Linked DNA regions of Mus musculus: regions 1, 2, 3, 4, 5 and 7 are each linked to region 6. Evidence: chromatin contacts called from public ChIA-PET, HiCAR-type, HiChIP or PLAC-seq and promoter capture Hi-C data. All regions are on one chromosome and are shown on one strand. Each heading gives the region's core, a stretch centred on a gene start, on an enhancer-like site or on the middle of the called end of the contact. The rest is flanking DNA. Distances are from core to core; before and after follow the strand shown. Region 1 holds the start of Neurl4 (neuralized E3 ubiquitin protein ligase 4). Region 2 holds the start of Slc2a4 (solute carrier family 2 (facilitated glucose transporter), member 4). Region 3 has its middle 7.6 kb from the start of Gm32946. Region 4 holds the start of Scimp (SLP adaptor and CSK interacting membrane protein). Region 5 overlaps Scimp (SLP adaptor and CSK interacting membrane protein). Region 6 holds the start of Pelp1 (proline, glutamic acid and leucine rich protein 1). Region 7 overlaps Kif1c (kinesin family member 1C).

The links. Promoter capture Hi-C pulls out the DNA fragments that hold promoters and counts their contacts. ChIA-PET counts read pairs in DNA pulled down with a chosen protein or histone mark. HiCAR-type assays count read pairs that join an accessible place to other places. HiChIP or PLAC-seq counts read pairs in DNA pulled down with a chosen protein or histone mark.
Region 1: a contact with region 6 is called in a promoter capture Hi-C map of liver, with 5 times the contacts expected there. The contact joins the promoter of Neurl4 here to the promoter of Pelp1 in region 6. A contact is called at or near these places in 4 of 39 promoter capture datasets (embryonic stem cells, hippocampal neurons and liver).
Region 2: a contact with region 6 is called in a promoter capture Hi-C map of liver, with 2.1 times the contacts expected there. The contact joins the promoter of Slc2a4 here to the promoter of Pelp1 in region 6. A contact is called at or near these places in 3 of 39 promoter capture datasets (hippocampal neurons and liver) and 1 of 115 datasets of contacts at active chromatin or transcription factors (bone marrow-derived macrophages).
Region 3: a contact with region 6 is called in an H3K4me3 HiChIP or PLAC-seq map of embryonic limb bud, with 2.8 times the contacts expected there. The contact joins the enhancer-like site here to the promoter of Pelp1 in region 6. A contact is called at or near these places in 2 of 39 promoter capture datasets (the 3T3-L1 cell line and hippocampal neurons), 3 of 484 Hi-C or Micro-C datasets (the N1E-115 cell line, embryonic fibroblasts and embryonic limb bud) and 2 of 115 datasets of contacts at active chromatin or transcription factors (bone marrow-derived macrophages and embryonic limb bud).
Region 4: a HiCAR-type map of astrocytes shows a contact between it and region 6, with 4 times the contacts expected there. The contact joins the promoter of Scimp here to the promoter of Pelp1 in region 6. A contact is called at or near these places in 8 of 39 promoter capture datasets (cranial neural crest, embryonic stem cells, hippocampal neurons and 4 more), 1 of 15 datasets of contacts at CTCF or cohesin (large pre-B cells), 3 of 484 Hi-C or Micro-C datasets (embryonic stem cells, large pre-B cells and pre-B cells), 6 of 115 datasets of contacts at active chromatin or transcription factors (astrocytes, bone marrow-derived macrophages, craniofacial prominence and 3 more) and 2 of 9 other capture datasets (adipose tissue and liver).
Region 5: an RNA polymerase II ChIA-PET map of memory CD8 T cells shows a contact between it and region 6, with 25 read pairs. The contact joins the enhancer-like site here to the promoter of Pelp1 in region 6. A contact is called at or near these places in 7 of 39 promoter capture datasets (embryonic stem cells, hippocampal neurons, liver and 3 more) and 9 of 115 datasets of contacts at active chromatin or transcription factors (bone marrow-derived macrophages, craniofacial prominence, embryonic basal ganglia and 5 more).
Region 7: an H3K4me3 HiChIP or PLAC-seq map of forebrain shows a contact between it and region 6, with 3 times the contacts expected there. The contact joins the enhancer-like site here to the promoter of Pelp1 in region 6. A contact is called at or near these places in 10 of 39 promoter capture datasets (the 3T3-L1 cell line, the C10 cell line, cranial neural crest and 6 more), 4 of 484 Hi-C or Micro-C datasets (ECoMG-derived neutrophils, LSK cells, bone marrow-derived macrophages and 1 more) and 11 of 115 datasets of contacts at active chromatin or transcription factors (bone marrow-derived macrophages, embryonic basal ganglia, embryonic forebrain and 7 more).

What each region holds. Positions count from the first base shown.
Region 1 is chr11:69,900,401-69,903,225 of GRCm38.p6, forward strand. It overlaps Neurl4 (neuralized E3 ubiquitin protein ligase 4), which reads left to right and starts at 1,416. Exons shown (of 29, transcript NM_001013414.3): 1 at 1,416-1,785; 2 at 2,608-2,825. The coding sequence starts at 1,498. It overlaps 2810408A11Rik (RIKEN cDNA 2810408A11 gene), which reads right to left and starts at 514. Exons shown (of 9, transcript NM_001382461.1): 1 at 1-514. The coding sequence starts at 351.
Region 2 is chr11:69,946,663-69,949,814 of GRCm38.p6, forward strand. Slc2a4 (solute carrier family 2 (facilitated glucose transporter), member 4) reads right to left here and starts at 1,528. Exons shown (of 11, transcript NM_009204.2): 1 at 1,287-1,528; 2 at 1-22. The coding sequence starts at 1,319.
Region 3 is chr11:70,068,418-70,071,633 of GRCm38.p6, forward strand. No RefSeq gene overlaps it. Among named protein-coding and RNA genes, the nearest start is that of Gm32946, 7.6 kb to the right of the region's middle. Within about 2 kb of position 1,799, at least 28 of the 459 cell types and tissues checked have an H3K27ac peak or open chromatin away from gene starts, as enhancers often do. A contact at or near this core is called in embryonic limb bud, where this site is marked.
Region 4 is chr11:70,811,066-70,813,862 of GRCm38.p6, forward strand. Scimp (SLP adaptor and CSK interacting membrane protein) reads right to left here and starts at 1,496. Exons shown (of 5, transcript NM_001045526.2): 1 at 1,411-1,496.
Region 5 is chr11:70,787,898-70,791,111 of GRCm38.p6, forward strand. It overlaps Scimp (SLP adaptor and CSK interacting membrane protein), which reads right to left. Exons shown (of 5, transcript NM_001045526.2): 5 at 3,035-3,214. Among named protein-coding and RNA genes, the nearest start is that of Scimp, 23 kb to the right of the region's middle. Within about 2 kb of position 1,589, at least 82 of the 459 cell types and tissues checked have an H3K27ac peak or open chromatin away from gene starts, as enhancers often do. A contact at or near this core is called in bone marrow-derived macrophages, memory CD8 T cells, pre-B cells and 1 more, where this site is marked.
Region 6 is chr11:70,408,372-70,411,378 of GRCm38.p6, forward strand. It overlaps Pelp1 (proline, glutamic acid and leucine rich protein 1), which reads right to left and starts at 1,660. Exons shown (of 17, transcript NM_029231.4): 1 at 1,393-1,660. The coding sequence starts at 1,641.
Region 7 is chr11:70,730,120-70,732,933 of GRCm38.p6, forward strand. Kif1c (kinesin family member 1C) reads left to right here. Exons shown (of 23, transcript NM_153103.2): 23 at 1-1,851. Among named protein-coding and RNA genes, the nearest start is that of Gm12320, 24 kb to the right of the region's middle. Within about 2 kb of position 1,277, at least 58 of the 459 cell types and tissues checked have an H3K27ac peak or open chromatin away from gene starts, as enhancers often do. A contact at or near this core is called in forebrain, where this site is marked.

The DNA.
Region 1 (2,825 bases), core at 166-2,665, 510 kb before region 6:
CTCCGAGCTGTACACTTTAGCCTCCTCCGGCCCGGGGGTGGACGCCTTAGTTGCACCAGTTCCAGTGCCAGGGGATGTGCTGGACCCAAGGCTTGCAACCTCCTGAAGTTGCGGAGCGGGTCCTGAATTGAGGGTCACTGCCCCTTCAGAGGGCTGAATTGGACCAGGACTGCGGACTACAGGGTTCCCGGAATGCAAGAGGGAGCCAGGACCGCGAAGCAAGGCTACTCCGGGGGGTAATCCGGTGTCTGTTTGCATACCTCTGGCACTGCCAGGTACTGCCCTAGAAACCCCCCCAGGGGATTCTGCACTGAGGCCACTAACAGGTGCGAGAGACTCCGGCTTCTCCATAGCTCAACTTGGTAACCACTTCAATTCCACTGCCTACCCTTCTAGCTGCACATAGCCCTGCCCGTTGGCCCTGCCCCCATCGCGGCGGGCGGTGGGCGCTGGGGGCTCCGGGTCAGACCGGACCTCCTCTGCCTCTTCTCCCTGGCGCTGAGGCAGGTGAAAGGTCGACTATCAGACTTCAGCCTGGGAGTTCCTCCGCACACCCTTCCCTTATTGTTACACCCCAAGACTTTCTTTGTCTCTGTAATTTGTTCCCGCCCTTCTCCATCACCGCCCTTCTCCGAATCAACCAATCACAGTCAAGGGGCCTGGCCAGCGGTGAGGAGCCTTGTGATGTCACAGCCCCGCAACACCAGGGAGAGCCTGAGTAGGGCTGGGTTCTGTTAATAGCTCTCAGGTAACCTCTCAGAGGTGTCCGCTCTGTCCCTTGAGATTACCCAACGGGACACCGCTAGGATTTTTATTAGTAACTTTTAAGATTTAAGAGTTTCATTGGCACAGAGCTCAAGTTGGCCTTGAAATGTGTGCGGGTAGGAGAGGTGTGATGCAAAGTCTGTGGGGCCGGAGCGGGGTGAGGTGCGAGACTGGGTCAAGGAGAGGTGTGATGCGTGATCGGATTGCGACATTTCCGGCCTCGGCACTGTGAAGGGCTGAGACTTGGATTTATAAAACTACTTTTTCTCTGTCCCGAAGATAGCGTTTACTTCCATCGCCTTAAAGCGTGCGGTGTTAGGGGAAGCCACCAGCCCTTGCGTTAAGGCGAATGCTCTAATATGTCGCTTTTCCCTAACAAGGGTTGGGTCCAAGGCGCCGGGCGACGTCGCAAAGTGTATCTGGGCGCCAGCACGCCTTCGTCGCAAAGACGCCTGCGGCGGGCGATTCTGCCATCCACTGTCGCAAAAGCAGCCCAAATCTTCCCGGCTCTCGTAGCCTCTGTCGTCCCGCTGGGCCGTAAAGCAGTCCCCCGACCCCGTCGTCCTTCCGTTCCCCTCGTGAGAGACCTCGGTTCCTTAGCTGCGGACGCTTCAGTGCCGTAAAGCACACCAGGCCCCAGCCCCCCGGCCGTATTCCCCCAGGGCGTCTGGCCGCCGCGGTTGCCACGGTGCCGCCAAGCGCGGCTGTCGCGCGGCCGCGGTATCAGCGGCGATGGCGGCGGGGTCGGGTGGGAGTGGGGGCTCTGGGGCGGGCCCCGGGCCAGGACCGGGGCCCGGCGGGGGTGGGGGCCCTGGCAGCAGCGGACCAGGCCTGGGGTCCGGCGGGGGTCTCGGCGGTGGCGGGGAGCTGCACCCGCGCACCGGGCGCTTGGTCAGCCTGTCGGCCTGCGGGCGCACGGCGCGGCGGCAGCAGCCGGGCCAAGAGTTTAACCACGGGCTGGTGCTGAGCCGAGAACCCTTGCGCGATGGACGCGTCTTCACCGTCCGCATCGACCGCAAGGTGCAAAGCCGGGGCAGCTGAAACGAGGTGTGGAGGGGAGTGGGAGGGGACGGGAGGGAGAAGCGGTAGGACTGCCAGAAGGTCTGCATCTCCAACCGAGCCTCCAGGTACCGATAGCGAGCCGGCACACTGTAGTGCACCGGGGAAGAGAAAGGAGAAGGACACGGAGCAGACACATTCATTCTGAAGGAGCATTCGTTTCCCGCAGGACAGGGAGCCAGGGTCCGGTGGTTAGAATGGCTAGTGAACACGTCTAGCACAATCTCTTAGGGATGGAAGACTGACAGGTGCCCGAGATGGAAGAGTAGAGAAATAATAAAAAGCGCAAACTGTTGACAAACGTCCCAAACCAGAAAGATAGATGAGGAGACATGCGAAAAAGGGAGTGTATGTGACTTGCTTGACTCCAAAACGAATTTGGAAAGAGAAGAGAATGAATTTGGGTGGAGCTTTGCCCTACTAGAGTATTGGGGTTGGGAATGAGAGTGATGTAGGAGAGCGAGCATTGTGGACCTAAGAAGCATGGGATTGGAGTGGCTGAGGAGCTACAGAGACTGGGAAGTAAGAGGAGATCGGGTTAAAACCAGGGCCTTTAACCAGCTTGTTCAGTGGGTAGAGGGGGTGATGTGCTAAAACACGTGTCAGCAGACACAGATGCTGAGAGCCAGTGGGTCCTGGTAGTTATGGAGGCTAGTTCCAAAAATTATTTGTGTGTCTATGTCAGTGGCCTCAGAGGACAGGGTGAGAGGCACACGGTGCTCTGGAATGTGGCCTCTGGTGATGGGATTTCATACAGAAACTCTGTCCACCACCCTCTCATAGGTCAACTCCTGGAGTGGCTCCATTGAGATTGGAGTGACAGCACTGGATCCCAGTGTGTTGGACTTCCCGAGCAGTGCCACCGGGCTGAAGGGAGGCTCCTGGGTAGTGTCAGGCTGCTCAGTGCTGCGGGACGGGCGCTCTGTGTTGGAGGAATATGGCCAGGACCTGGACCAGCTTGTCGAAGGGGACCGTGTGGGTGTGGAACGCACAGCCACTGG
Region 2 (3,152 bases), core at 278-2,777, 460 kb before region 6:
GCTGCCGAGGGGGTTCCCCATCCTGGACAGACAGAAACAAAGGAAGGTATGTCATGTAGAGTCATGTTTGACTTCCTTCAGGGGCCCAGGCCTAGCTGCAGCATGAAGATTCTGGGCTCCATCCAACATACTGGATGAGAGAAAGTGGGCCATATTAGGAATTGTACAAAGATCTCACTGTAAACAGAACGCCACAGGAACCTGGGCATGTAGGAAAAAACCGATCTCTGTGTCCACACCACAGGCAAAAGTTTGAGGATCTGGACCTCAAAATTCCCCTGTGACCTTGAGACAGACTCAAGACTTGTGTGACCTTGGGTAAGTCACTTCCCCACTCTAAACTGAACCTGGATTTCCTCTTCTGTCAGGTGATATTGCCTCCCTCGGCTACCTGTCAGTCTGTGAAAACACTTGAAAAATCAAAATCAACTATAACAGTATCCCAGACAGTGCCTGTTTTATAAACTAATATAAATAATGTTTTAACATCACCTCTAGCCCTTGTCTCTTCCTTCTGGAAGTTCTCTCAGCTTGCTCCAGTAGGCCGTAAACAGGCCCAAGAATGGCTAGTCCAGAAAGGGCGTCTGGGTCATTGCTTTGGGGTAGCCTTTTAGGTCTAGGCCTAGCCAACCCTCAGCTCCTAAACTGGGACCAAGTACTCGGGGATGTGAGGGGGGATTTTAGCAGGGAGAGAGAGCCATGCCCAGGGGAAGAGGAGGGATGGTAGTGAGTGGTGTGAGGGGCGGTGGCAGTGGTGGCTACTGCTGGCGGCACAGTCTGTCTCCAAGAGGAAACCTGAGCTGGGGGGGGGGGCTGACACTCCCCTCTGCCCCTCCACCCACCGCAAGGCCGAGAGAAAGTTCAGCCTCCTGGAAGACAGCCAGCAGTGGGGGTGGGGCCCCCGAAGTGCTCGGGTCCTAGAAACACCGTAAATCTGAACAGCTCCGGGAAGGGAAGGCGAGACTCTGGATCTACCATTCCAAATAGAGTCGTGGGCAGAGTGTCACCCCATGCAGTGCACAGTAGGCTAGGAGACAAGTTCTGGATTCCCGAGAATCCAGTCTCTCAGCCTGGGCGCGTAAAGAGTCTCTCGGACCCACTCTGTCTCTTGGCGGGATTGGAATTTGACAGTCACGGGTTGTCTAGGCTGAATATAAATAGCCAGCCCCCCATCTCCAACCCCTGCGCCTGCGCAAGAACCGCCTCCTAGCTGACCCCAACCCCAAACTCAGCCCAAGAAAAACTGGACCAGATTTCCCAATTCGCCCCGGTATGCTGAACCTTACGTCAGAGCCGATCTGCTGGAAACCCGACGGCATCTTGTTTTAAAAGAAGAAAAGACTCAGGCGCTGCAATAAGAAAAAAATGAATAGGGTATAGGGTCCGGGCCTGGCCGGCACGAGACCCCGGCGTTCGGAAGCCGTGTGCAAAGGGCGGGTCTGGTGGGACTCACTGCCACAACCCACGGAACCGGAGAGCACCAAGGCTCTCCGGGATCTAGTGAGACCCGCTTGAGGGGGAAAGATGCGGAGAGCTGAAGCCACCTCCCCACTCCCGCCCCGCCATAGGACACGCCCTTCACAACACCCATTGGCCAGGAGCCCGCACACCCCAAAAGGCCACGCCCCCACCCCTAGCCCTAGTGCTGGCTGGGGAGACACGCCCCTAAGGTTCCCGCCTGCTTCTGAGTTTTCAAAGTAGGGTCCTTGGAACAAAAGGCTCTTCCCGCCATCCAAAATCTTGGACTGCGAAATTTCTGAAAGAATTGAGTGCAGCTGGTCCCCCTGAAAGGTCGAAGAGGAGGGTATGGGCTACATGTACTTGCCAGGGTACGGGGTAACTCCAGCAGGATGACATAGAGCCCGCGTGTGTGTGTGTGTGTGTGTGTGTGTATGTGTGTATGCCCCGAAGTAACCCGGAGTGGCTATTTTTAGTTCCCACGTTAGGCTCCGCCAAATGTCAGGTCCCGGGTGTCCCAGCCTGTCCCAGGCGGGGGAGGGCAAAGGAGATGGAGCCTTAAAGGGTCCGCGACACGCTTCCCACGAGGAGATGATCCAAGGGACCAATAACTTCCGTTCCTAGTGTATCTGGAGACCATGCCTGATCGTCCTTTCTTTCCACGCATCTCTGGGCGGCGCGCTGCCTACTGGCCCATCCCCTCCACATAGTCTCTACACTGGTTCTTGGAGGGGACCCAAGGGACAGGTGCTCACGCCAGTCACACCACCCTCCCTGAAGTCCCTGAGCCTCCAGGCATGTGCTGGCCGCGTGGGCGACAAGCTTTCCAGAGTCAGCTACTGTTTTGGGTCTACAGCTGAGAGGGCACGACCTAAGCACGTCCAGGGAGAGAGCTGGCGAAGAATGTGGAGAGAGAGCTCAATTCAGAAAAAGGCCCAAGAGAAGTGCAAGGCTTCTGGCGCCACCTAGAGGGAGAGCGAGGAACCTTAGTGGATTGCACCAGGGTAGCTAACTTCTGGGGTGGCTCTCTTCTATTAACCCTTCCCCTGAGAGCTCAATAACCTACAACCCAGCCCTCTATGGAACGCCAGACCTGAGTCTAGCTGCCGCCAGAATGGTACCGTTTATATGACGAACACGTACAAGTATGGACCTCCTTCAAGTTCCTTTTCCCAAGGAGCTAACCAGTCACTTTCATGGTGTCTTCTCAATGTTGGTGTTTTGACTTCTCTTGCACATTGGTTTTCTTCATCCGTACCACTACCACTTTATTCTGGACTATCCTGTCATGACTGCTTTTCTTGCTTCTCCTCTTCCCTGAAGAGGAGGGTGGAGGGGCAAGAAAGATGGCTCAGCAGATAAAAGCATTGACTGCTCTTCCAGAATCAGGTTTGATTCCCAGCACACATGTGGAAGCTACAACCATCTGTAACTTCAGTTCCAGGGGCTCCAACACCCTTTTCTGGCTTCCACTGGCCCCAGGTACACATGTGGTACACAGACATATATGCAGGCAAAATGCCCATTCACATAAAAAATAATAATTAGGGGCTGGTGAGATGGCTCAGTGGGTAAGAGCATCTGACTGCTCTTCCAAAGGTCCAGAGTTCAAATCCCAGCAACCACATGGTGGTTCACAACCATCCGTAACGAGATCTGACTCCCTCTTCTGGAGTGTCTGAAGACAGCTACAG
Region 3 (3,216 bases), core at 549-3,048, 340 kb before region 6:
CTCAGGAATGAGTTTAATTAGGAGAAGGGAGGGTCACAGCTGGACGTGGGGGTGCACACCTTTGATCCTAGTATTCAATAGGGTGGATCTTTGTGAGTTCAGTGCTAGCCTAGTCTCCATGGGGAGTCCTAGGACTGCCAGGGCCACCTAGTGAGACTCTGTTTTGCAACAAAACAAAACAAATTCCAAATAAATAAATAATTAATTAATTTAAATTTTAAAAAAAGAGAAGAGGGTCTCAAGACCGTGAGAGTCCTGATGGGGCCTCTGAGAGGGAGGGCATTGGAAGAGGAATATGCAGTGTATCAGAAACAGCATACATAGCAGGACCTTAAAGGAAGGGAGAGAGGTGAGAGGTTGCCCTTTAAACTCCCATTAGAGATTCATTAGAAGGGACAGCTTGAGACAAGGGAGGGGCCATCAGGACAGGATGACATGAAAACCCCCCCGAGCAAGGTGGGGGTGTGTGTGTCTCTGATTTTTATAGTTTTGGAGGTGCTAGTGAGAAGTTTTACATCACATGATTTAGTCTGGGCTAGCTCACACACCAAAGAGCGTGGAGGAGCCAGGTACTGCTTAGGATTTTTTTTTTTAAAGATTTATTTATTTATTATATGTAAGTACACTGTAGCTGTCTTCAGACACTCCAGAAGAGGGAGTCAGATCTCGTTACAGATGGTTGTGAGCCACCATGTGGTTGCTGGGATTTGAACTCCTGACCTTCGGAAGAGCAGTTGGGTGCTCTTACCCACTGAGCCATCTCACCAGCCCTTAGGATTATATTTAAGCTGCAGGGAGGTGTGTCTTGATTTCTTCAGGTGGTGGGACTTGTCCTCTTAGAGTGACCAGAGTCTTAAAGGGACAGGCCGATGATCTAACAAGTTCCAGTTCCAGAATCCTCATTAGATTAATTAGATTCCTCTTTGCAAGACTGTAGAGTTGGCCAAGAGGCCTAGCACAAGGATGGTCCTTTCTCTCCAAATCAGCACCCATGTGGCGGGAGGGTTGGCAATGAGTCCACGGACTGACTGCTTTGCAGCAACTTTTTAAAAGTTGTTTTAAAACAATGTGCTATTTTAAGCCAGTTGTAGTGAGACAACCTTTAATTCTAGCATCTAGGAGGCTGAGGCAGGAGGATCTCTGTAAGTTTGAGTCTAGCCTGGTCTACATTGCCAGTTCTAGGCCCACCAGGGCTACACGGTGAGACTATGCCTCAGGAAAAAAAAATTATTCTTAGATAAAGTAACTTGGTTCCACTCTCACTAAGGATCATCTGCAGTTTCCAGGTTGTTCTGAGGTGGAAGTTCTTCCTCCTGGAGGGGCTCCATTCCTCCAGGTTAAGCCCCCACGGCCAGGGCAGTCTGCATTCCATCGTTCCGAATGCAAGCAGGCACCTTCCCCAAGCACAAGCTATCGGTGTTTTCCTTCTGTGCAGGGTTTTCTAGGGCAGTGGAGAGGGCAGCCGTACTTTGATTGGGTTTTGTGTTTCTTCTCATCTTCAAGCTCCATCTGCCGTGTCCTGAGTGGAAGGCTTCATTGCCAAAGGGAACCGTTCTGTCCCCAGTTGTCTTCACGGCAGGCTTGCCTTTCCTATTCTTGGGAAGGAAAAGAAAACCAGGCACACACCTGAAAGCCAAGGCGGATTCTTTAAGACTCAGCTCTTTGATCTAAGAAGCAGAGAGCAGTTTTTCTTGGATACTGTTTAGAAACATAATAAAATTTCAATGTCCTTCAGCTAAAGGTCGTTTCCCAGTTGAACAATAAAGCGTGTTGTTCAAGGGCGCCACTAAATCCTTAAGCAAACAAGCACCCTGGCTAATTGTATTTTTATTGCAAACATTTAATGACCTGGAAAAACAGAGCGTCATACTCTCACTGGTGAAATAAAAACAGATTTGTTTCAGGAACAAGTGAACTCTTTGTTAACAGCACTATCTGGGTTTGGAAAGTATAAGGAATATAGAAACACAAAATCTAGTGGGCTCAGTAGTTAAGAGCGCTTATTGCTCTTGCAGAGACCCAAGTTCAATTCCCAGCACCCACATGGCAGCTCACAGTCATCTGTAACTCAGCTCCAGGGCATCTGATGCCCTTTTCTGAACTCTGAGGGTACCAGGCATGCATATGATGCACAGACACATATGCAGGCAAAACCCTAAAAGAATAAATAAATATTTATTTTATAATTTTTTTAAACTTCTCAAAAATGATGGTGATGTAAACACAGGAGCTGAGATGGGAGAGACATGTTGATGAGTCTCACTGAAGACACCCTGTGCTATTACCTTTGTTGGGCCTTACCGAAGCTCTGAAGGACCAAATGATGACATCCATTTTAAAGAAAAGAGGAAATTCACTTACTGAAGGTCTGTTGCCTATGGTTGTACACAAGCTGTTCCCTTAGCTGCAAAGGGAAGCACAGGTTCAACCATAGACGACACAGGTTCCTGGTGTTTCATGTACACTGCTTTAACCCTTACTGTGACCTTTCTGGGTAGACCAGATGGCTAGGATTTTATAGATGAGCAAACTGAACCTTGAAGAGATGGACTTGAACAAGGCTGTACCGTGGCAGGGACCACATGGGAGCGTTTCTTACCCTCTGCTCTGATGACAGCGTCTGAGAGGGGAAGTGAAATATGTTTTCCTGTTGCACACAGGATTGGACTCTCCTGCTTGGACAACTGTACAATTGTACAATTGAGTTTATATTTCTTTTTGATATCAAAGGTAATAGTTTTAGTGATTATTAACTCAGATAAGCAGGAAGCTCATTGCCCCAGTTCTTGGAAGACTGTAGAGATTTACATAGCTTAAAAAGGTCAGACCTGCCTCCAGATGCCCAGGAGAGAGAGATCTGGACGATCAGATCAGGTTGACAGTGGCTCCATTTTCTACTGTAAACAGGACCTGTTGGATGCGCGCGGCTGATCCTGGCATGCTGCTCTGCAGTCTCTGAAGTGTCTCAAGCTTAATGGAAAAAAGAATGGATATCTATCCCTCATTCCCTGTGGAGCTCTGTTCCCCAAGCACCAGATGCCTGGACTGTGGGAATGTCAACACTTAAAAGTTTCATGCAGTGTACATGAAACACCAGGTACCTGTGTCGTCTATGGTTGAACCTGTGCTTCCCTTTGCAGCTAAGGGAACAGCTTGTGTACAACCATAGGCAACAGACCTTCAGTAAGTGAATTTCCTCTTTTCTTTAAAATGGAT
Region 4 (2,797 bases), core at 246-2,745, 400 kb after region 6:
GGCTACTACATAGAGAAACCCTGGCTGGGGAAAAAAAAGATGTCAGGTCAGAATGCGAATCCTGTAGAACTAACAAGGCGAGGGTACTTATGCATAATGAATGCCTGTCTCCACTGATATTTAACTCTGTTATGGCTAGCTCTGATGCCTGCATGTGTTAACACAGTGTTTGGGCCAATAACTGGACTGGCAGTTGCCCACACTGTCCTGCTGCTTGCTGCATGTGTGTCTCAGCATGACAGCTTAGCAAGCCGGGACGGCCGCACATTAATCCTGAGTCTGATTTATTATATCATAGGACTCAGTTCTATCCATACATGCTCAGTCCCCACAGCTTATTGCTTATCTAGCAGATTTGTTTACCTACAGTTAGGAAATACATCTATTTGCTAGGAAAAAAGGAAACAGGAACAGGGGAGAAAGGGAGGAAAAGGGGAGGAAGAGATAGATGTAGGGAGAAGGGAGGAGAAGGAAGGGAGAAGGGAGAAGGGGGAGGGGGAGAGGGGAGAAGGCGGGAGGAACTCCATCCTGACACACTTCTGGAGATGCTGATCCTCCCACATGGTCTATGGCATAATACAGGGATTGAAAAAATGATTTCTGAAGAGCTAGTGACATGGCTCAGTGGTTAAGAACAATGACTGCTCTTTCAGAGGAGTCCCAAGTTCCGTTCCCAGCACGGTGTTGTGGCTCACAACCATCTGTAAGTTCAGTTTCAAGGATCTGATGGCCTCATCTCTCCTCCAAGGACGCCAGGCATGTATATGATACGCAGACACACATGCAGGAAAAATTCCCAAACAGAGAAAGGAAAATATTTTCTATAAGAAAAAAAAAAAAAAAGAATTGAGAACATTGATTTCCAGAGGTCAAAAGCAGAAGGCTCCATCGAGGTCTCACGCCAGCTGAACACCTCTGAGTCCCGAGGCTTCTGAAGGTTGGCAAGTGCCTTATAAATCCCAGACACCAGAGGCTGAGTGCCAAAGGCACCGAGAGGCGTGCTGTTCTGATTCTTTCATCCAAGAGCACTGAGAGGTAGCCAGCGTTTACAATACACAGTACAGTGCGGGTCCTCTACCAATCAAATACCAGATATTACAGACACTATGCAGATAGCGATAATTCCTCACACTTCACACAACTCACTCCCAACTGTGACTTCATCCTTCCAGGTAAACTTGCCTTGCCTGGCACACACACTGGAGGAGTAAGGAGATGGCCAGCGTCACTCAGCAGCCACGCCAAGTGAACTCTTCCAGGCCACTCTTTCTCCAGTTGTACCCGGCTGTGTACTACAGCCTCGAGCGACAGTCCCCTCAGCCTGTGCCTGTGGGGTTGCCTATTTGGCCACACGTCTAACAGCAACATGGACAGATGACTATGGTGGGAAAAGCAAGTTGAAGCACTTACCTAGACTGCCGGGGTGTTCACTGGAAGCAGCTGGGGAGACAGCTGTGGACTGAGGGTGTTACTCAAGCACAACTGGGGAGAGGCTTGATCGCCCACATACCCTCACTCACCCTTGGAGGCTGCAGGCACTAGCCTGACCACACTTCCTCTTTCTGGTCCCCATTCTAGTGAAGCTAACTACTCCAGTTTTGTTTTTTGTTTTTTGTTTTTCTGTTTTTAAAAGCTACCTTCCCACTGCCCTTCGTGGCTCCAGCAGAGGCCCATGAAGGCTGGTCGTGGTGTGGAAGGGGGTCCTGAGAGGAATCAGGCTCCAGAGTGAGTGAGTGAGTGAGTGAGGGGGTTGCCCCAGGGGAAGTCTCCCTTAAACTTTCCTGGGCATGGTCATGTGGGACTCAAGAAGAGAGAGGGGGGCCCTAGGTCTACCCAGAGATGCATGGTGGGAAATGGAAGACAGATGCATCATCCCGCAAGTGTGGCTCTTGAACCCCTGGACCTGTTGGCCCAACTTCTGTTTAGAGGAGTCAAGGAGACTCTAAGAGAGTGTCTAAGAGAGCATGGTGGTGATACCTAGAGGGTAGCCTAGGCTGTTCTTGAACTTGTGATATTCCTACTTCTGCCTCCCAAGTACCAGATTACAAGTGCATGCTGTGACACCCGGCCAGTGGACAGTGTTAATTGAATTGAATCATTTCCTACCACACTGTGAGACAGAGTTCCCAGTGATGCTCATAGCCTCTAAAAATGGAAGTTTGGGGTGAGGAAACAAAGAAACTGCCTTGTAGAAGTAGCTGCTTGTGGTGAGTCGTCACTTCATGGCAGCATGGATGTGTGTGAGATGCCTCTCCAAGGGAGGGGTGCGCTGGCACTCAGGAACAATGATGACAACTAAAGTGACTGGGGAAGATTCCCCCACCTGCCCAGAAGATACCCACAGGTAGCATTCACTGGTGTTTACGGTGTAAATATTCCTACCATGGTCAATTTCAAAATATCAACATGGCATCCAGGAACTTGGAATTGGGAGGAAAGTGCACAAGGCTGCTCTCTCTCCCAAGCCTTCTGGGCCAACTGCATTGTATTGTTAGGAGCCACTGTTGAGTACTGCTGGGGGCTAGGACTCTACCAGGGTTTCACTTTCCTGGTCTCAATAGACCTTCACTTAATTCGATTATTTCCTTTGTTTCTTAGAATACTGAAGCGTGTGGAGGTTCTGCCATGGAACCAGTTTTTCATGGTGACCTTCAACTCAGATCTGTCCACACCAAAGGCAAAGCTGGTGCTCTTCCCTACTCACTTAGCTGAAACTTAATTGCTCAAAAATTGTCCTAAGCTAGGCATGGTGGTGCATACCTGTGATCCCAGCACTGGGGAGGCAGAAGCAGGAGGA
Region 5 (3,214 bases), core at 339-2,838, 380 kb after region 6:
CTGTGGGCAAGAGTCCTTCCACCTCAGTTTCCAATGATGCCCCAGAGATATCCTCAAGGCCAGGCAGAGGAGCTGCATCAGGGAATGGATATCAGAGTGTCCTGTCTAAGGTACAGCCCAACACAGCCATGTAGAGAGAGAGGCCTTCCCAAGACTCCAGAATTGTACAGACACCAGTAGCTGCCTGAAAGACCAGTATATCCTACAAAGCCAAAGAGCTATAGAAGAATAGGAAGAACTCTTAACCATGGAGCCATCTCCCCAGTCCCTTAATTTTGTTTGTTTCATAAAGAAGACCAGACTGCAACTATTACCAAGGGCGCACCATGGAGGTACTGGAGAGATGACTCAGCAGTTATGAGCACTGACTTCCAGAGGTTCCGAGTTCAATCCCCACCAGCCACATGGAGGTCCACAGCTGTCTGTAGCTCCAGTCCCAGGGGACCTAACGCTGTCTTCTGAAGACACTGCACACATATGGTATGCATGCAGGCAAAACATCCATACATACAAAATAGATATAATTTTTAAAAAGGAGAAAACTATGGTTCTGTGATTTGAGGCATGAGTTTTCAAAACTGTTGAGGCAGCCATCCATGATCTGTTTCAAAATGATATGTCAGCACTATTGTGGTTACCATAGTTATCCAGGGAGTGAGCTCAGGATGGGCCCTACCTTCTTATTTCTGGACTCTTTTAAATCAGTGACTATGTAGCTGGTCACTTGGCTTGGGCTCTGCTGTGTGACTAGAATATACACTAAGGTCCTATGACGTCTTGATATGGTTAATGTTGTCACACAGATTGGCAGTAGAAAGCACAGTCTTAGTACATGAGCCTAGCTCAACTCACAACAAATTTATAAATGTCCAAAAACTTTTATTCTACTTTTTTGCTGGCAAATAAACTGGTTGTTATATTTCCCTGTGTGTTTGGCATTCAAAAATATATTTATTAAGTGCCTTCTGTGTGCGGGGGCTTATTATGGACACTGGGAAAATAGAAGCTCTCCCTTAAGGAGCCTCATATTCACATGGCTGCAACCCGGACTCATTTGAGAGAACAGCTTGAGAAAGGGTCTATCTCAGCTTGTGGTTCCAGTGAGTTCAGTTCATGGCTACCTGGCTTGTGTTTCTGGGCCCGTTGTGAGGCAGAACACGGAGGCCGTCTGAGTGCATAGGAGAAGTTTCTTCAGCACAGGGTAGCTAGGAAGCAGAAGGAAAGAGAGAAACAGACAAGAGAACCCCCAGGGCAGGACACAGCCCTTGACACACCCTGGCTACCGACTTCCTCCTGTTAGACCTCACCTTTTAATGTTTCTAGGCCCTCCCAAAATAGAACCACTAGCTGGACAACACATATCAACACATGGGCCTCCCAGTATAGGGAGAACAGAAAGTTTAGGGCCTGGAATTCATTCATTCATTCATCCATTCATTCATTCGATCATTGAGCATACTTACTGACCATCCTCAGCATGCTAGGAACAGGGAAAACAAGGAAGAAGAGAAGGCCTGTCTCTGCACTGGTGTTGCCTTTGTTCAACTGGAAATGAAAGTCACATGAGCAGATCGTTCCGGATATAAGAGTTATGAAGGGGAAGCACCTACAAAGGCCACCACCACATCGGGCCGGTGAGGAAAGCACAGTGCCTAAGATGCAAAGGAGGGGAGGAATATTGCGTATAGCAGGGACAAGAGAGACCACAGCAAAGGTACTTACAAGTAGAGGAAAAACACTGGGGAACATGGAGGTTGCCAGGAGGAGGTAGTGTGTGAAAAGTTAGCCAGTAATAAAATCCTGACAAATCTTGTAAGCCATATTTAAGAGTTTGGCCTCTGTCTGAGGCTAATAGGTAAAGATGAGCTTTTAGCAATGGGAAGAAGTATTCGGTTGCTCACTTTCAAAAATCACCAGCTGCCAATCAGTGTTTTGGAGTCTGAAATACCAGAGGCAGGACACTGGTTAGAGGTTCTTAAAGTTCTCTTTGGGAAGTGCTGGCCATGGGCTGACTGACCTCAGAGTGATGGAGACAGAGCTGATCTGACTGAGGCACAGTCAACAGGAGGTGGGGACACTGGCAATAAAGGATGCAAGAAAGGACCTAACTTCTGCCCTTAGCAAGGGAGGAAGTAATCTAGCACGAGAAGTCAGGGGTGGGGATGTGTCATCAGTTATCCATGGAATATGTTGAATTTGAGGATCCCGTGGGATAATCAGATGGAGGTGTCCTGCGGGCTCTGCAACCTGGAACTGGAAAAGAGGGGTTGAACTGGAGCCTGTGGTTGGGAAGTTGCTAGGGTAAAGGGGATGCTGAGCCCTGTGGTATTGGCAACATCACTCAGCAATGCTGAGAGGGAAAGAGGAAACAACAGCACCCCAGGAAAGATAGGATGGAAAAGTAAGGAATGACCACTAAAGATGTGATAGTGAAAGCTACAGAAGGGGCATTAAGCTCTGAACTCTCGTCTTGAGTACCCTGCTGGAGGGTGCTGGCTGGACACTTCCTGGGGCAATCTACTCTTCCTGGCACAGCCAACATACCCACTGCCAAAGAAAAGCTAGCTGGGGGCAGAAGTCAGAAGGCCACTTGAGTCCTCTGTTGATCATTAGAAATGGTGTCTGAAAACACAGGAAATAAACTTGTGTCAGAACTTGACTCTTTGATGGGTTTGGTCCACATTCTATAAATATCCTGGGGGTTGAGGTGTGAGTGGGTGGGGCAGCGTCACTTTCTCACCTTACAGACTCAAAGTGTCTGCGCATCACAAGAGCCCTCAGCTATAAAGACAAGTCATGGCTTCTAGGAGGTTCAGGGGTGGGTGGGGCCTGAGAGAAGGGAGACAGGCATCCTTAAGGTGTGGCCTACATAGGGATTGAGAGCTGGGAGGCTCCACACAATCAAACACCAAGACTATGATCCCTAGCAGTCTCTCAGCTTAGGGGTCTCAACCCCCTTAGGGGTCAAATATCAGATACCCTGAATATCAGATATTTACATTACAATTCGTAACAGTAGCAAAATTACAAGTATGAAGTAGCAACAAAATAATTTTATGGTTGAGGATCACCACAAATAAGGAATTGTATTGAAGGATCCCTGCATTAGGAAGGTTGAGAGTCACTGCCTTACAGCTACATTCACCCAGGGAACGAAAGAAAATGTTGAGAAATGAGTCAGTTCTCACAGGCCCAGTGGTCTGCACTAAGGAAA
Region 6 (3,007 bases), core at 410-2,909:
AACGTGCCAACTGCCTATTGGGGAACACGTGTGCACATGTGTGCAGGGCTTACTGAAGTAAAAGTGCATCACAACAAAAACTCAGGTCACTGAAAAAAAATCAGAGAGATTTCTAAAACACACAAAACAAACAAAAGACCATTAGGAGGGCAGATTTAACTGTAGTATTCCCAACTGTCTGAGGAGTACAATGAATATAAGCCACCCAATCCTGCCTTCCAGAGCCCATCCGAAAGCCAGCCATAGTAGTATAAGCATCTATAATCGCAGCGTCCCCTACTGAGAAACACAAGGTAAAACCAAAGAGCATCAACATAAACACTCGGGCTAGACAGTCCACCACTGGCAAGAGACCTTGTCTTGACACAGGAACCTTAGGACCTAAACGTTCCTATGACTTTGATGTGTGCACCGTTGCTACCCTTGGCCCATAACCACTAACATAAACACACATACAGCTGAACAAGATGGCGGATGCCCAGCCACAGGCAGCTGGATCTCGGGGAGTTCTAGGCCAGCCTGGTCTACATAGTTCCAGACCAGCCAGAGCCACATAGTGAGACTTTGCCTCCATAAGAAAAAAAAAAAAAAAAAAAAAAAGGCAGAACTTCACAGACTGCTTATGGAAGTGTGTAAGAAACCACATATCGAGGATGGCACTTGGGTTTCTAGCTTGTAGGAACTGAACGCATGTGAATATTTTGTGCACAGGCTCCTAACCAGGTAGACAACATATTGTCTACCGCCTACCTCACCAGCCTCAACTCTACCCACTCTCTTTAACCACCTAAACCCCGAACCCAAACATTGCCCTCATTTTCCAACCCGTCCTACACGAGTGTTCCTCTAACGTTTCAACTACCCCTTCTAATTTTCTTTCACTACCTAACCCCTGTTCATCTTAAACTCCAGGTCTTTTGGAGAAATCTCTAAATACTCTCTCTACACCGGTTTAGGAAACTCATACCAGATTTAGTTTCGTGTTATGGCATTTTGCTCATCGCCACTATGACTGGAATTGGAGCGCCGAGTAGGAAGGGGTAGGCCCTTGGCTGAGAGCTAGTAAATGTTTGTGTTCAATTACCCTGGGAAAACGCCGCCAAAAGAAGTTTCGCTGAGGACTGAACTAGTCAGGGGACCTGGGATGGAACCGAGCCCCTTCATTGCTTTGTGCTTATCAATGACCTAACAGAAAAGGGGCCTAATACTGCTCTGGGGAACGCGCAGGTAATGAAGTCTGTGGATCGCGTCCTCAATGGTTAAGTGGCTCTATTCTCCACTCTCGGCTCTCCTCGAGCTCACAGCTCCAGTGTCAGCTTCAGGAAGGCGGGACCACGGTGCCCAGCCGCCTCACCAGCCTTTCCACGGTGACCGCGGGAGCCACAGACTTACCTGCGCCCCACCTGCCGTCCCATGCAGCCTCAATAAGCACATGAGCCCGGGCAAATGCGGGGCCCACTGGATTGGGGGATGCACAGGGGCCACGGGGGACGCCGTTCGCGGCTGTAACAACCCGGAAATGCTCTCTAACAGCAGCAGACGCAGACGCGGGCCGGATCCCACCGCAGAGAGACCCCCGGGCCCGCCAGGAGCCCCAGCTGGGGAGCCCGCAGAGGCCCCACTAAGAACGGCCGCCGCCATCTTCACAGGCTCGAGCAATGGCGTGGCGTGATGACGCAAACATAAGTGCGACGCACGCCGCTCGGGGAGGGGTCTTGAGGAGGGGGCTGCGGCCTGCTGGGCTGGATGAATGAGGGCTGGCGCCCTGCGGCAGGAGGGGGCATGCGCAATGTGGGCGAGCGCCAGCGTTGGGGCGGCTTGCAAACTGCTAACCCGGGCTGAGCGCTGTAGGGCGGGGCGGAGGCGTTGCTGCGCAGGCCGGACACGTGGTCTGCAGGAAAGGCGCGGGAGTCTGAAAGATCTCAGTCCAGCGTGGCTTCTGGTCACCTTCTCCCTGGGCTTAGTAATCCTATCTAAGGAGCCAACCCCAAGTCTGAAATCTGGAACGTTCTAAACTGCTTTTCCAACAATGGAAAAACAAGCTCAAACAGTGCACATGCCACAAAGTAGCAGAGGTGTCACTCTGTCCCCAAGACACACCCACAGTCATTTGTGTATTTACATTACTATACACAGTTGTTTTGTTTTTTGAGACAGGGCCCTGGCTGTTCTGGAAATCACTTTGTAGACCAGGCTGACCTCCAACTCAGAAATCCACCTGCCTCTGCCTCCCTAGTGCTGGGATTAAAGGCGTGCGCCACCACGCCCGGCTAACCTATCACTTTCAAAGGCCTCAGCATTGCCTTATTTCCTCCCTCTGCAGTCTGTACACCACACAAAAGCCGAATTGGGCTTTTCTGATATAAGCCAGTTCTTTGTTTTGTTGTTTTTGCTTTTTAACAGGCTGGCCTCAGACATGATGTGGCAATATTCCTGCCTCAGGCTCACAAGTTCAAATGCTGACATTACAGATTGGAGCCAAGAAAGCTTGTCCTTCCCAGTTTAGAGTCCTTCTGTAGCTTCTAGAGATAAGAATATTAACTGGGTGGTGGTGGCACACGCCTTTAATCCCAGCATATTGGGAGGCAGACGCAGGCAGATTTCTGAGTTCAAGGCCAGCCTGGTCTACAAAGTGAGCTCCAGGACAGCCAGGGCTACACAGAGAAACCCTGTCTCAAAAAAACAAACAAAAAAAGATAAGAATATTTCCCTACACAGACTAGAATCTATACCACCTGACCTCAGGCTGTACAAGCACTTCTTTCTTCCTCTGGTCTTTTGTTGTTTTGTTTTAGGGGTGGAGAGATGTTTGAGGTTTTGTTTTGTTTTGTTTCTTCTCCTAGTCTTGGACTAAACTAGCCTTCTTTCTATCCTCCAGCAACATCAATTCCAAGGCCTTTGCACAGACTTCCAATTTTGCCGACAGGCTTGTTGCCATTCTTAGAAAAGTTTTTCTTCCAATCTCTATCACACACACACACACACACACACACACACACACACATAC
Region 7 (2,814 bases), core at 27-2,526, 320 kb after region 6:
GACAAGAAAATTGACACAGGTTCAAGACCAACCTAAACTACACAAGACCTGGTTTTAAATGATCACACTTCCCACAACCCAAAATGGTTAAAACTTTTAAAAATAACTTAGATGATGAATGTGAGTGTGGGTTTGTGTGTATGAGTACCATGCCAGTGGAGGACAGAACAGTCTCATCTACATGGTGCGATGCTGGTATCCAACTCTGGTTCTCTTCAAGAAGAGAATGTACCTTTAATCACTGAACTGTCTGCTCACCCTAGAGTTTAAAAAAAAAAAATCAATAATAAAAATTCAGAAAATTCGCTGCCTTTGTCTTTAACTCTAGTTTGAGTAGCACGCTTAGGGATGCCACGTGAGAAGCTTGCAGGTTCACCTGTATCAAGCATAGCCCTGAGCTTGCTGAGTCCCTGAGTAACTGTGCTTTTATCTTGTTACTTAAACTGGGCTGCTACTCTGCAGGGTCCTGAAGCCAGTCAGAGTTGTGCAAGCAGACAGATTGACCCAGATCCTCCGAACTGACCCAGGGCTCTGAGCAGGGCTAGCGTGCCGTTTGCAGTTGGTTTCTTCTTCCCTCTGCTACTGGCTACCTTGATTTTGACACTTTTGATTGCTGGGTTTCCAGAAGCCTGTTGACTGTGACTCGGGACCTGGAGTGTAATGGCTAGTTTGGTAGCAGTGTTTACTTGAGCGGGTTTATGATGTGGTTGGGGAGAATAAGTGTAAGCAAGAAAATGATAGAGTCCAAAGGTCTCTGCAGTCAGGGTGAGCTGTGTGGTGCAACGTAGGAGAGTCCAGATGGGGGGTGGCGGGGAATGCCAGTCTCAGCTACCACTGGGTGACCTTTCTCTAAGGACTGTATCATGTAAATAGGTACTGCCTTTAAAAAATTGAATTCAGTCTTCCACTTCTGTCTTTAACAATGCGAATAGACGGGATTTTATTCAGAGATTTGCCCATGAGTGTCATGTACACGTGCCAGCCTGTGCTCTGCATCCCGTTTCATCCTTAACCCTGCTCCCATTTCAGATGGGGAGACAGGTTTGATTGGAATGAGTTGCCTAAGTGTGTAGTTCTTCGGTGGTGAAGTTAGGGTTCTAACCCAGGCTAACCTGGACTTCATCCAGCCCTCCAGGACAGGGGTATTGTTCTCTCCAGGGGCCACACTGCCCTGTCCCTTGGATCCTTCCAAGTGTATCATAAGCCTGCCCCTAGCTTCTGGTCTCTCCTGCTTTGTGCTATGAACGAGTGAGTGAGAGCCGCTATTTCAGGAGCCTGCTCTAAAATCAGGGGATGTTGCCTGAGCAGTTCTCCGGCTTTCTGGCCCTCTCAGTTTTGGCACTGCTACAATGTCTCCCTTGGTTTCCCTGGCAATGCAGTTTGCTTTTCTTCCTTTGCCTCTTCAGAGGTTTCTTCTGGTTAGTTGTACAGACTCGGGTGTCACCTGAGCTTTTTGTATCGTGAATACATTTAGGGATCTTCTGCTTCTTTTTGTCCCCCATATTTCCCATCCCTTTATACACTAGGTTTGGTTTGAAATTCTTTTCTCTTCTTTTCTTTTTTTTTTTAAATGGGGTTTTGTTTTGTTTTAGGTAGGAGACATTTATATAGTCAGATTGGCTTCAAACTTGTGGTTTTCCTACCCCAGCCTCACAAATTCAGGGATTATGGAGGTTAACTACCACGTCTAGCATTCTTTGCTGATGTTGTTTGTTTGTTTGTTTGTTTTTGAGACAGAGCCTCTCTGTATAGCCCTAGCTGACCTGGAATCTGCTATGTAGACCAAGCTAGTCTCCAATTTTCTTGTCTTCTGAAGGAAGCTGAGATTAAAGGCATGTGTCATTACTCCTGGATGCTTTGCCCTTTATTATTATTATTATTATTATTATTATTATTATTATTATTATTATTATTATTATTGGGATAGAGTCTCACTATGTATCCCCCTGGTACTGGCCTAGAACTCTTTATGTATACCATGCTGGCCTTGAACTCATACAAGTCCACATACATCTGTCTCTCAAGTTCTGGGTTAAAGTATGAACCACCATGCTTAGACCGACTTTATTTTATCTATCTATCTGTCTGTCTGTCTGTCTGTCTGTCTATCTATCTATCTATCAATCTATGTTGGTTTTTCAAGACCGGATTTCTCTGTGTACCCTTGGCTGTCCTGGAACTCATCTTGAAATCAGAAATTCCCCCTCTCCTTCCCCCCACCTCTGCCTCCTGAGTGCTGGGATTAAAGCATGAGCCACCACTCCTTGGATCTCTGATTTGTTTTCAAACAATCCCACTGTGCAGCCCAGGCTGACCCAGCCTGGCCCCAGTTTTCAGCAGCTGTCCTGGCTCGGCCTCCTGAGCTTGTACAGTTGTGCAGCCACTGTCCCAAGCCAGAGGTATTAATGAGGCAGCAGAGTGCCTAGGGTACCAAATCCGTGCTAGTGAGTCATGCTCCTTTAAGTAGGAAACTGAAAACCAGCCTGCCTTGGGTAGGGCTCCCTATAGTTTTATGGGCATATGAAGAAGACACCATGGACTCGGGTTTCCAGAGTCTGTGTGAAGGAGTGAGGTGATAATACTGATGCGATTGGTCAGAAAGGGTGGCACTCAGGATCGTAAGAATATACCCATAGTTCTGAAGCAAAACAGTACCAGGTAGCTGGTGACATTAACTCTTTAAAAGGGCAGGGCAGGGGCCAGTGAAATGCTCAGCAGGTAAAGGGACTTACCTCTCAAGCCTGATGACTTTCACCCCAGGAGCCTCATGCACACAAAGTAAAACGATTTCATTGTTCTGCTTGTTTTTCAAGA